Linked DNA regions of Mus musculus: region 1 is linked to region 2. The links are chromatin contacts, called in public HiChIP or PLAC-seq maps. All regions are on one chromosome and are shown on one strand. Each heading gives the region's core, a stretch centred on a gene start, on an enhancer-like site or on the middle of the called end of the contact. The rest is flanking DNA. Distances are from core to core; before and after follow the strand shown. Region 1 overlaps Ldah (lipid droplet associated hydrolase). Region 2 overlaps Gm33037 (a long non-coding RNA gene).

Region 1 (4,844 bases), core at 767-3,266, 140 kb after region 2:
TCTTTTATGAAGTAATGTTTAAGAACAGTTACTGAGAGTGACATGGGAAGGACTCTGTCTTTATTGAAAGAGTGTTCTGAAAATATTCATAGGTGAGAGATGGCCCAGAGGCTAAGAGCACTGAGTGCTCTTCTGGAGGGTCCAGCAAGTGTGATGCCCACGAGGTGGTTCTCAACAGCCTGTAACTACACTTCAGGGATTCTATGCCCTCTCTAGAGGCCTCCACAGGCACTGCATGCACAAGGTGCACAGATATACATACAAGGTCAGCTGATGACATGTCCTGCTTAGAGCTAACCTTCCTCACACATCCAACCAATACTAGAGATGTTACACACAGAGATCTTGAAGAAGTGAAGCTGATGAGAAGCACAGAGAACAGGCTGCCCTGCATGGTACAGGACTAGCTTTGGAAAGACAGTCGGAGGAAAGGGCCTTCTGACCATGTGTACGCACACTGGATGTGTGGTGCACAGTGGGACACTGAGTGATCCCTTTGATCTGCTGTATCTCACTCACCCTGCGGGTACTTGCAGCTGAGGCTAGGTGACATTAAGAACACAGTTGTGCTACTGCAGTATGGATACTAGCACCTTGTCTCAACAGCAGGGATATGGACAAGGAAGACCCTCTCTACAGGGACTGCCTGCCTCTCTGTTAGAGAGCAACTAGCCTAGAATGAGCAGCACCGAGTGTATGGGGTGCTGGGGAATCTGAGAGTGAAACAGAATCCCCAGCAAAAGTGGAAGAGTTAGTGGGATGACTCCAAGGAAGGTAGGCCACTGGCCACAACACACAGCCGAACTTCCACGATTCCTGACACAGCACTTATGACACAACCCAGAGCTAAGGCTGGCATCTAGCATGCCAATCACCTGTCTAACTAATAAGCAAAGATGATAAATGCCCTGTAACCCAGGTTCCCTGAATGCAGACAGGATCTTCTGCTGGGACTGTAGAGTTAGAGGCACATTCTAATCTGAGATAGACAAATCACCCATACAGTAAAATAAGAACAGTAACTCTCCAAAAAACTTAAATAAGAAAATATTCCTGTCTCTTTTAAGAAGCAAACTGGTACCCCATCATCACCATCATCATCACCATCGACAGGTAATGCCTGTCTTTGTGGAATATGTTAAGTAGATCATGAGTTTAGATTCTTTTCTATTTTGTAGTTTGCAGGTACATATGTATCCTTTCCTTCACAGATGCTTGGTTTCTTTGTCTTTTTGTTGGTTGTTATGATCCTGGGGGTGAAACTGGGGCCTAAAGCATGATAGGCAAACGCTCTACTACAGGGCTGCACCCAGCCTCATGCCACTGGCTCCTAAGTGCAGCTATGAACTGCATATCGGGGCATTCACATCACAGAGTCCAACTTAATGTGTGAACTGTTTAAGAGCCTTTACAGAAAGGTGCTCTTTAGCTCACATGAAATGACCCAGTGAGTGGCTGCAATTTACAAGTTATTTCTGCATGTGGCGTGTGTGTGTGTGTGTGTGTGTGTGTGTGTGTGTGTGTGTGTGTGTGTGTGTGTGACCCCCTGAGGATACAGGCTGTTTTTTAGCTACAGGCCTGGAGTCTCGTGGATGAGGCAGCTAAGCAAGAGGAAGGGATCCCTTCACAGCAGCCCTGTCCATGAATAGTTTCACTCCGTGTGATAAAATACCTCCAGCGGGGTCTTGGATCCCACTAGGAATTTGCCTCCTTTCCTGCCAGCTTGCTTCGTTCAGTGCTCAAACCAGCACTTGGAAAAAGTACAACTATAGACTCCCTGGCTGTTTTTAATACCAAATGGATTTTAATTTTCTCCTTTTGGATATAAGAAAATAAACTTTTATGTCTGGGTGAATTCAATAAATTGAAGATTACACTCTATTCATTGAATTCTTACTTCCACTCATTTGTATTTTGCCCTAGATAAGGCCTTTTATTCAGGAAGCAGCTTTGCTTTTGATGTTACCTTTGGCGTCACTTACAGTCTCTTTTCTGTCCTTGAAATTCCTCTCATGCTATTTGTGGCTGCCATATTTCCCAGCACTCAGGCCGAGTGTGACTGTGAGCTCTGTCTCTACCTACTCACTTAGGCTCAAGTCAGTTTCTGACATTTTTTGTTTGTGTAAAGAGACAAATCATTGAGTCTCTATCTCAGTGTCTCTATCAGCAAATTGGAAATATGTTCTTCAAGGATTTTGTGACGATTTATGCAAAATATTAAGAGTGTTGCCTAGGATTTCAACATTCTAAGCAAGTATCTATTATTGTTCTTATGGAAATAATACTAGACTCATTTCAATCATTAGGTTAACTACTATATTGGTTACCTACTGTTATATATAAAATTGCCCCAGACTAGCTTTGTAAAACCATATGTATTTACTGTCAGTCTCTGGTCAGAAACCTGATCACAGCTTAACCAGGTCCCAGAGTGCAGAGTCTTTGACAAGCTAGTAATTGTGTGTCTTCCCAGGGTTGTAGTCTCCTGTGGATACTTGGATTGAGATGGGAAAGGATGGAAAGAAGGAAGGGAGGGGAAAGGGGAGGAGGAAAGGAAGAAACACAAGCTGTACAGAATCATTTTGTAAAGATATATTATGATTCAGAGTCTCAGAGAGCAATGAAACTGTACCTCCTCTTCTTTAATGGTATGGAGGTATGGCTCCACCTGTACCACAGCCATGGGGACATGAGTTTGGATCTCCAGCACCTGTGTAAAAGCCAGGTGTAAACCCCAGTTCTGTGGGAGCAGAGGGTAGATCCCTGGAGTGTGTGAACCTGCCATCCTCAAAAAACCCGTGAGCTCCAGATTCAGTGTCTCAAAAACTAAGAGCACAATTGGAAAAGACACCCAGCATCAACCTTTGTCTTTACATGCACATGCATATACATACATACACACACATACATGTATCGCATAGAGAGAGAAGAGACACAGACACGACTGGTATACTAGAAAATAATGTGTGTTCCTACATGAAAGGCACCTTTAGGGAGGTAAAGGTGTTGTCTGTACAACTTTGTGTTTTCATTACTCAAAGGTTTGATCTGGGGCTGGAGATGGTTCCACAGTTAGGAATAACTGTTGCTCTTACAGAGGACCTGGGTTCAATTCCCAGAACCTGCATGGTAGCTCGCAGCCATCTGTAAGTCTAGTTCCAGGGAGTCTGACACCTTCTGACATTTGCAGAATATTCTGATGTATGCATGGTATCCATCCATCCATACATACATACATACATGCAGGCATAACACTCATACAAATAAATAATCTTTTGTAAAATAAGCTAGATCTGGTTTCAATTATCTGCATTGTTGAAATTCTCCACTACGACATCCTGCCTGCCTCTCCACCACTAAACACCTGGGCCAGTTAATAACTGCTGGGGTGATCCATGCTGAAGCGTTGACATTTCAGTGTCTCTGAGACTGCACACTGCCTGCATGCCTGAAATTAACATGAAACGCTCCATTTAAGATGCATTTGACAATCAAGTAAGTTGTGGAAGCCAGAGTGTTGCAATCCCTAATCACGTTGCCAAAAATAAGTTAGCTGTTATGTTTTATAACATATGAAGTGTGATAATAAAAAACTTGTGTTCTCATCTCTTCTGTTATTTTTACTGGAATTTTTGACTCCCATAAGATTTTGAGGGCATATTTGCAGTTTGGTAGCTGATTTGTTTAGTTTTCCTTTGGTTCAGCACTTTGCAATATTTTTGTGTAATCTTTGACAACTTTGTTCTTACATCATTTAAGAGACTTACTGAGCCGGGTGTGGTGGCTCATGCCTTTAATCCCAGCACTCGGGAGGCAGAGGCAGGCAGGCGGATTTCTGAGTTCGAGGCCAGCCTGGTCTACAGAGTGAGTTCCAGGACAATCAGGGCTACACAGAGAAACCCTGTCTCAAAAAAAAAAAAAAAAAAAGAGGCTTACTGTATAATGCTGGATATATTGTCTGACCTGTAGCTCAATACAGTGCAAAATAATTGCCTGTTTTAAAATGTGGAATTAATTTTTTTTTGTTTTTCTCTTTAATCTAGTTTGATGTGTAAAAATGTAGAAATAGAAGTTTGTCAGATACTTGGAAAGCAATGTCCAGAATGGAGATTTTTTTTTCTTTAAAAAAGTGAGTTTGAAGACTGATAAGTAGTAGCTGTTCTGACTTGTAGTAGAAAACATAATTGTTTTTAGACCCACAGGATCATCTTTCGTTTTATATGTCAGAAGTCAGAGAGAGGGACCTTGTCAGGATGCAGTCTCATCTGGAGCTGCATCTTAAAGTGGAGCGTGCTTCTGTTCGCTGCGTTTATAAAGCGCGTCTAAGAATGTCCTTCAGCCTGTGGGTGCTAGATTACGGTGTGTGCCTACAGTGTGCGTGACTGGATTTATGTGGAGCTCAAGGGGTTGGAGACTCTGCAGATGGCTCTCCACCTTTCTAATGCTGGAACCCTTCAATACAGTTCCTCATACTATGGTGCCGCCAACCACAAAATTGTTTTCACTGCTACTTCATAATTGTAATTTTGCTACTGTCGTGAGTCATAATGTAAATACCTGTGTTTTCCGATGGTCTTAGTTCACCTCTGTGAAAGGTCCTTTTAACACCCAAAGGGTGTCGGTGCGACCAACAGTTTGATTGCTCACTGCTGAGGAATCAAGAGTAAGATGCAGTGGCTGGCATGTGAACAATAGGGTAGCAAGCTTCCCTCTTACCTAGAACCTGCTTTCTCAGCATCAGCCCTCTGCATGGTCAGAAGTTACCATCTGAGAAAGTCCTATCTCCATAAAGTCCAGATTAGGACTTACCTGCGCTGTGGACTGAATGGTGAGGCAATTTCTTA
Region 2 (5,049 bases), core at 2,227-4,726:
ATAAACACCACTATGCCTTCCCTGCCATGAAATTATGAACTAAAATAAATCTCTTCTTTCCTAAGTTATTACCATCATGTAGAGAAAAGTGGCTAATACAGATGGGGCATTCTGAATTTCAACAAGATATGCAGGCTAACTCTGAATCAACCCAGAACCACCACAAAGGAAGTCACTAATCAGGGCACACACTGCAGTATTTAGGAGTCCAGAGCCCTGTCCTGACCTAGTCCAAACACAGCCTTAAGAGGTGATGAATCTCTCCAGAGATGGTGTGGTTTCCAATAAAGCATTCCAGAATCTTAAACTGGCTTCAAAGGAATGTGGATCTGTTCATTCCCTCTCGGCTGGTTCCCAGCCAGGGCACCTTATTCTTATTAAGTTGGAGATGCCTTGGACATTAAGCTTGAAAAATGCACGAAGAATTCTGACACAGATGGAGAATGGTGTGGTGGTGCAGAAAACCCTGCTGTTGGCTCTCTCTAAAAGATCCTTCAGACAAGCAATGTAACTACCCTTCTTCTGACACTCTCTAACTTAGAAACAGAAGTAAGGATTTTTTTTTCTATCACAACTTTCTCCATACCTATGAAACTAAAGACACAGAGTGGGAGCCGAAGCCTTAGTTGCTCAAGGGAAAGGATAACGTGATCAACAGCATAATCAAATGTGAGAGATTCCCCAGGCAGAGACCAGTGTCACAATGGGGTACCACAGGAAAGCAGCCTGAAGCAAGAATTCAGCTGCAGAATTTGAAAAGACAAAGTTGGGGTGATTAGATACAATTGAACAAGAACATGGACAAATTCCTGAAGATGTGCCAACACTGTCTGGCTCTCCATCCTCAATTATGTGTACATAGGATGCAGATACAAAAGAAGAACACCTGGACCACTAAAGGAGGAACAGTATCCACTTAGCCATGGCTGGCCTGGATATGAGCAGGTTCCCAGCAGGATGGTTAACTTGGGTGATAAACTTATCCACTCAATTAAAAGCCTTAAGATAAAGAAGACTAGACATCCCCAATGAAGAGGATAGTATGCCTCCAGAATGTCTTTGAGCTACGGCTACAGTGTTTGCTCTTCTCTCAGCCTCCAGCCTATTGACTAACCCTGCCTTTGAACCTGTCATATTCCACAAACACATTCATCAAAATTAATAAATGTTCAGATATACAGAGAGACAGAGAAAACGGTAGAGGTGGAAGGATATGTACTCTTTATATTGGTTTGTTTCTTCCTCCTGAAGAACCTTGGATTCTACATATCTACCTCACCGGGATATGTCTCTTTTATTGGAAGACAAAGAACTATCCTTGCTAAAAAGAACCTCAAGACAATAAACTACAATGCCCCATCTAAATCCCAAGGCCCTCAGCAAGGGCTCTACTCACTCATTAAGAGGCTCAGTGCCTCCAAGATAGATCTTTTCACTTTTGAACAGCTACAAACCATCCTTTGTTCTATTGAACCCAACTTGAAATTCATAAATAAGTTTTGATGTGAGGCTACTGTCCACAAATCTGGCTACCAGAAGGGAATTCTACCACCAATCTTCTCATGTGTCCATCTTTCTACCTGAAAATTTACCTGTATGAATGCAACTATGTCTCTTCTTTCTTTTAATCTCCAAGAAAAAAATGTACTCACTCCTTTCCAGCGACTTTTACTCTTAGTCCAGTCTTCCCTTTCCCATTCAGGTCTAAACTCTTTTGCTTTCTTCTTATTCCTCATTCACACCACCCAGCTTGGCTGACTCTGGCTGTGACATCAAGGGCTCTGCTTTCTATGTGGAGCCTTCTAAAATTTCCAGATTCTATGGAAATCCTCTCCCATGAAGCCTCGTGGCTTCTGATGTTTATCTCTCCTATATATCCCTCCTCTTAAAAGTAAATATTCATATGTTTCCCTCCTTTCTGATATTACAAATTCCAAGATTCTAAAGGATGCCTTTTATTGATTGTTGCATCTGTTAAAGACTCTAACTCCTGGCACAGAATACATGCTCAGTAAGTGTTCACTAAACCAAACCTTACACTTTTCTCCTTCCTACTATGTATCGTCTGCATTCATTCTTGTGTATGAAGAATTGTCCAAGAAAGTGAAATGAGTAAGACAGATGAGACTCCTAGCCCTCAAAACACTTGATGAAGCTCAGGGGCAAAAAAAATACATGATGCAGAATGTAAATTTTCAGTGGTAATAAATGCTAACAGGAAAGCAGAGTGAGATCGGTGTGATAGAGAGAGACCTGCAATGACTACGACATACACACATCAGGGAAGACTTCTCTCATTTTTTATTAGATATTTTCTTTATTTACATTTCAAATGTTATCCCCTTTCTTAGTTTCCCCTCTGAAAATCCCCTACCCCCTTCCCCTTCCCCTGCTCCCCAACCCACCCACTCCCATTCCTGATCCTGGCATTCCCCTATACTGGGGCATAGAGCCTTCACAGGACCAAAGGCCTCTCCTCCCATTGATCACCAACTAGGCCATCCTCTGCTACAAATATAGCTAGAGCCACAAGTTCCACCATGTGTTTTCTTTGATTGGTGGTATAGTTCCAAGGAGCTCTGAGTGTACTGGTTAGTTCATATTGATGTTCCTTCTAGGGGGCTCCAGACTGCTTCAGCTCTCTGGGTATTTCTCTGCCTCCTTCACTAGGAACCTTGTGCTCCATCCAATGGATGACTGTGAGCATCCACTCCTGTATTTGCCAAGCACTGGCAGAGCCTCGCAGGAGACAGCTATATCAGGCTCCTGTCAGCAGGCTCTTGTTGGCATCTGCCTAGTGTCTGGGTTTGGTGGTTGTTTATGGGATGGATCCCCAAGTGGGACAGTCTCTGGATGATCATTCCTTCAGGCTCTGCTCTGAACTTTGTCTCTGTAACTGCTTCCATGGGTATTTTGTTCCCCATTCTAAGAAGGAACGAAGTATCCACACTTTGGAGGGAAGACTTCTCTTGAAAAGATTGTACTTGAGCAGGCACATGAATAGTAAGAGCAGCAGCAGAAGTAATATGTTTCCAGGCAGAGCAAAGAGCATCCGAAAAGGCCTTGCATGAGAAACCAGCATAGCGACTTAGAAGAGAAAGGTTTCTGTGGCCAAAGGACAGTGAAAAAGAAATTAGTACAGAGGTTGGGAGGTGACTGTTAGGTAAAAACTCCTGCTTTTAATTGTCAGTTTTAATTGTCAACCTGATACAACCTAGAATCTTCTGGGGAAAGAGTCACAAATAAAGAATTATATAGATTTGTGTATATGCCAGTGGGGGATTGTCTTGATTGTTACGTGGTGTAGAAAGACCATTCGGGTGACATCAATCCATGTGCTAGTGCCTGAAATGTGTGGGAGTGAAGAAAACTGGCTGAGCAAAAGCAAACAAACAAGCTGGCCAGAGGTGGATTTTCTCCCTCTGCTCCTAGCAGTGGGTGTGGTATGACAAGTGGCTCTGCTCCTGGCAGGGGGTGTGGTATGATAAGTGGCTCTGCTCCTGGCAGGGGGTGTGGTATGACAAGTGGCTCTGCTCCTAGCAGTGGGTGTGGTATGACAAGTGGCTTGAGTTCCTGCCTTATTTCTACAGAATGATGATCTGTGACCTGGATGTAACCATGTCATATAAACCCTTTTCTCCCCAAAGTTGCTTTTGGTCAGGGTAAAGTGAAACTAAGACACTGGGCAAGAACAAGGACCTGATTTTCAGTGCCCACAAGCTATGTTAGGCATGACCTTGCATATCTGTTACCCTATTGCTGTAGGGGAGTGGAGACAGGGGTGCTTGCTGGTACCATCTTAGCTCTAACTCTAGAAGTTTCCTAGCACCTTACACTCAACTTGTATAAGCTAAATTTCACACACACAGACACACACACACACACCAACCTGGCAATTCTCCTGTAGAGTAATAGTGTCATTTGTCTGATTCCCCAGGCTATTAACTTAAAAGCCAAAGGTGACTGATATCTCTGTGTGTTTGTCTCCTCTCCCTCTCCTCTATCTAATTATCTATCTATCCCTCTAATTCAATTCAGTTATCCTGATATCTTCCTAATGGGCCTCTGATGGTTAATATATTCACAGAATGGGGTGGGGTGGGGAAAAGGTTCCCCAGGCGGCCTAGGTGAGCTTCAAGGAACATTAACAGAGTATTGTGCCCTCTGGGGCAGTTGGCCTAGGACATCAGCACCTTGGAGAGCTCCAGCTCTGACCTCTGCTGGGGAGTTGACCAGAGAGTCCTGAATTCTTCTGAGAGTGGAAGGAAAGAAAAAGCGGAGCCACTTGACACTGAGCCCCATCATTAGCCAAATACCCAAACCAGTGATTTCAGAACCTCAAAGCTCTATGTGGCTCATGTCAGCACAGCCTCTGCTTAGGTGGTCCTGAGTCAGGGCCAAACCAGTTTAACACCAGGGACTGGCACTCCCCAGGATTCTGAGCCCAGACCTCACAAAGTTCATCAGTTTTCATGATCTCAGCCACCTGCAAAACATGCCCCAGCTGTCCTGGCTTCTGTTGTCTGTGAGGTTGAGCCTCATTTTTGTTATACTACTTGTGAATACTCAGCCTTATTCTGGCCATCCCACAGGAGGAACAGGGAAGCAAGAACTCCAGGGACACGAGGCTGAAGCCAGCCTCTAAACCTTCATCACTTTGCCTTTGGACATATGCCAGCATGTGGTCATATGCCCATGGACCTCTGATGAGATGAAGATATTGAGTACTTGTCAGCAACTGTTTTCATTCCAGTTGGACCAAAGTCCCAAGACTGGAATAATCTTATTGCCTGAAGTTCCAAGTCTCCAAGTAGAGACTGGTTATGTCTTTTACTCAGACATTAACTCACATTCCCTTGTCTCCTTCCTCCTGAGTAGCCTGTACCCCTTGGACTCCTCCTGACTCTGCCCTGCTGTATCCCTGCTGCTGAGTGATCGTGGTCTAATTGACTACAGGGCCTTGCACAGTTCCCAGTGCCCTCTCTAGTTCTCACGTAGAGGTGTAATTAGGGATTTTTCATAAAAATGAGAGAGCTGTGCACTTGACCC

The links. HiChIP or PLAC-seq counts read pairs in DNA pulled down with a chosen protein or histone mark.
Region 1: a contact with region 2 is called in an H3K27ac HiChIP or PLAC-seq map of heart atrium, with 7 read pairs. The contact joins two enhancer-like sites. A contact is called at or near these places in 2 of 484 Hi-C or Micro-C datasets (the HL-1 cell line and uterus) and 2 of 115 datasets of contacts at active chromatin or transcription factors (embryonic stem cells and heart atrium).

The regions. Positions count from the first base shown.
Region 1 is chr12:8,238,830-8,243,673 of GRCm38.p6, forward strand. All of the region lies in intron 4 of Ldah (lipid droplet associated hydrolase), which reads left to right. Among named protein-coding and RNA genes, the nearest start is that of Gm33037, 33 kb to the left of the region's middle. Within about 2 kb of position 2,017, at least 11 of the 459 cell types and tissues checked have an H3K27ac peak or open chromatin away from gene starts, as enhancers often do. A contact at or near this core is called in heart atrium, where this site is marked.
Region 2 is chr12:8,095,830-8,100,878 of GRCm38.p6, forward strand. The region is part of intron 1 of Gm33037 (a long non-coding RNA gene); the gene reads right to left. Among named protein-coding and RNA genes, the nearest start is that of Ldah, 110 kb to the right of the region's middle. Within about 2 kb of position 3,477, at least 12 of the 459 cell types and tissues checked have an H3K27ac peak or open chromatin away from gene starts, as enhancers often do. A contact at or near this core is called in heart atrium, where this site is marked.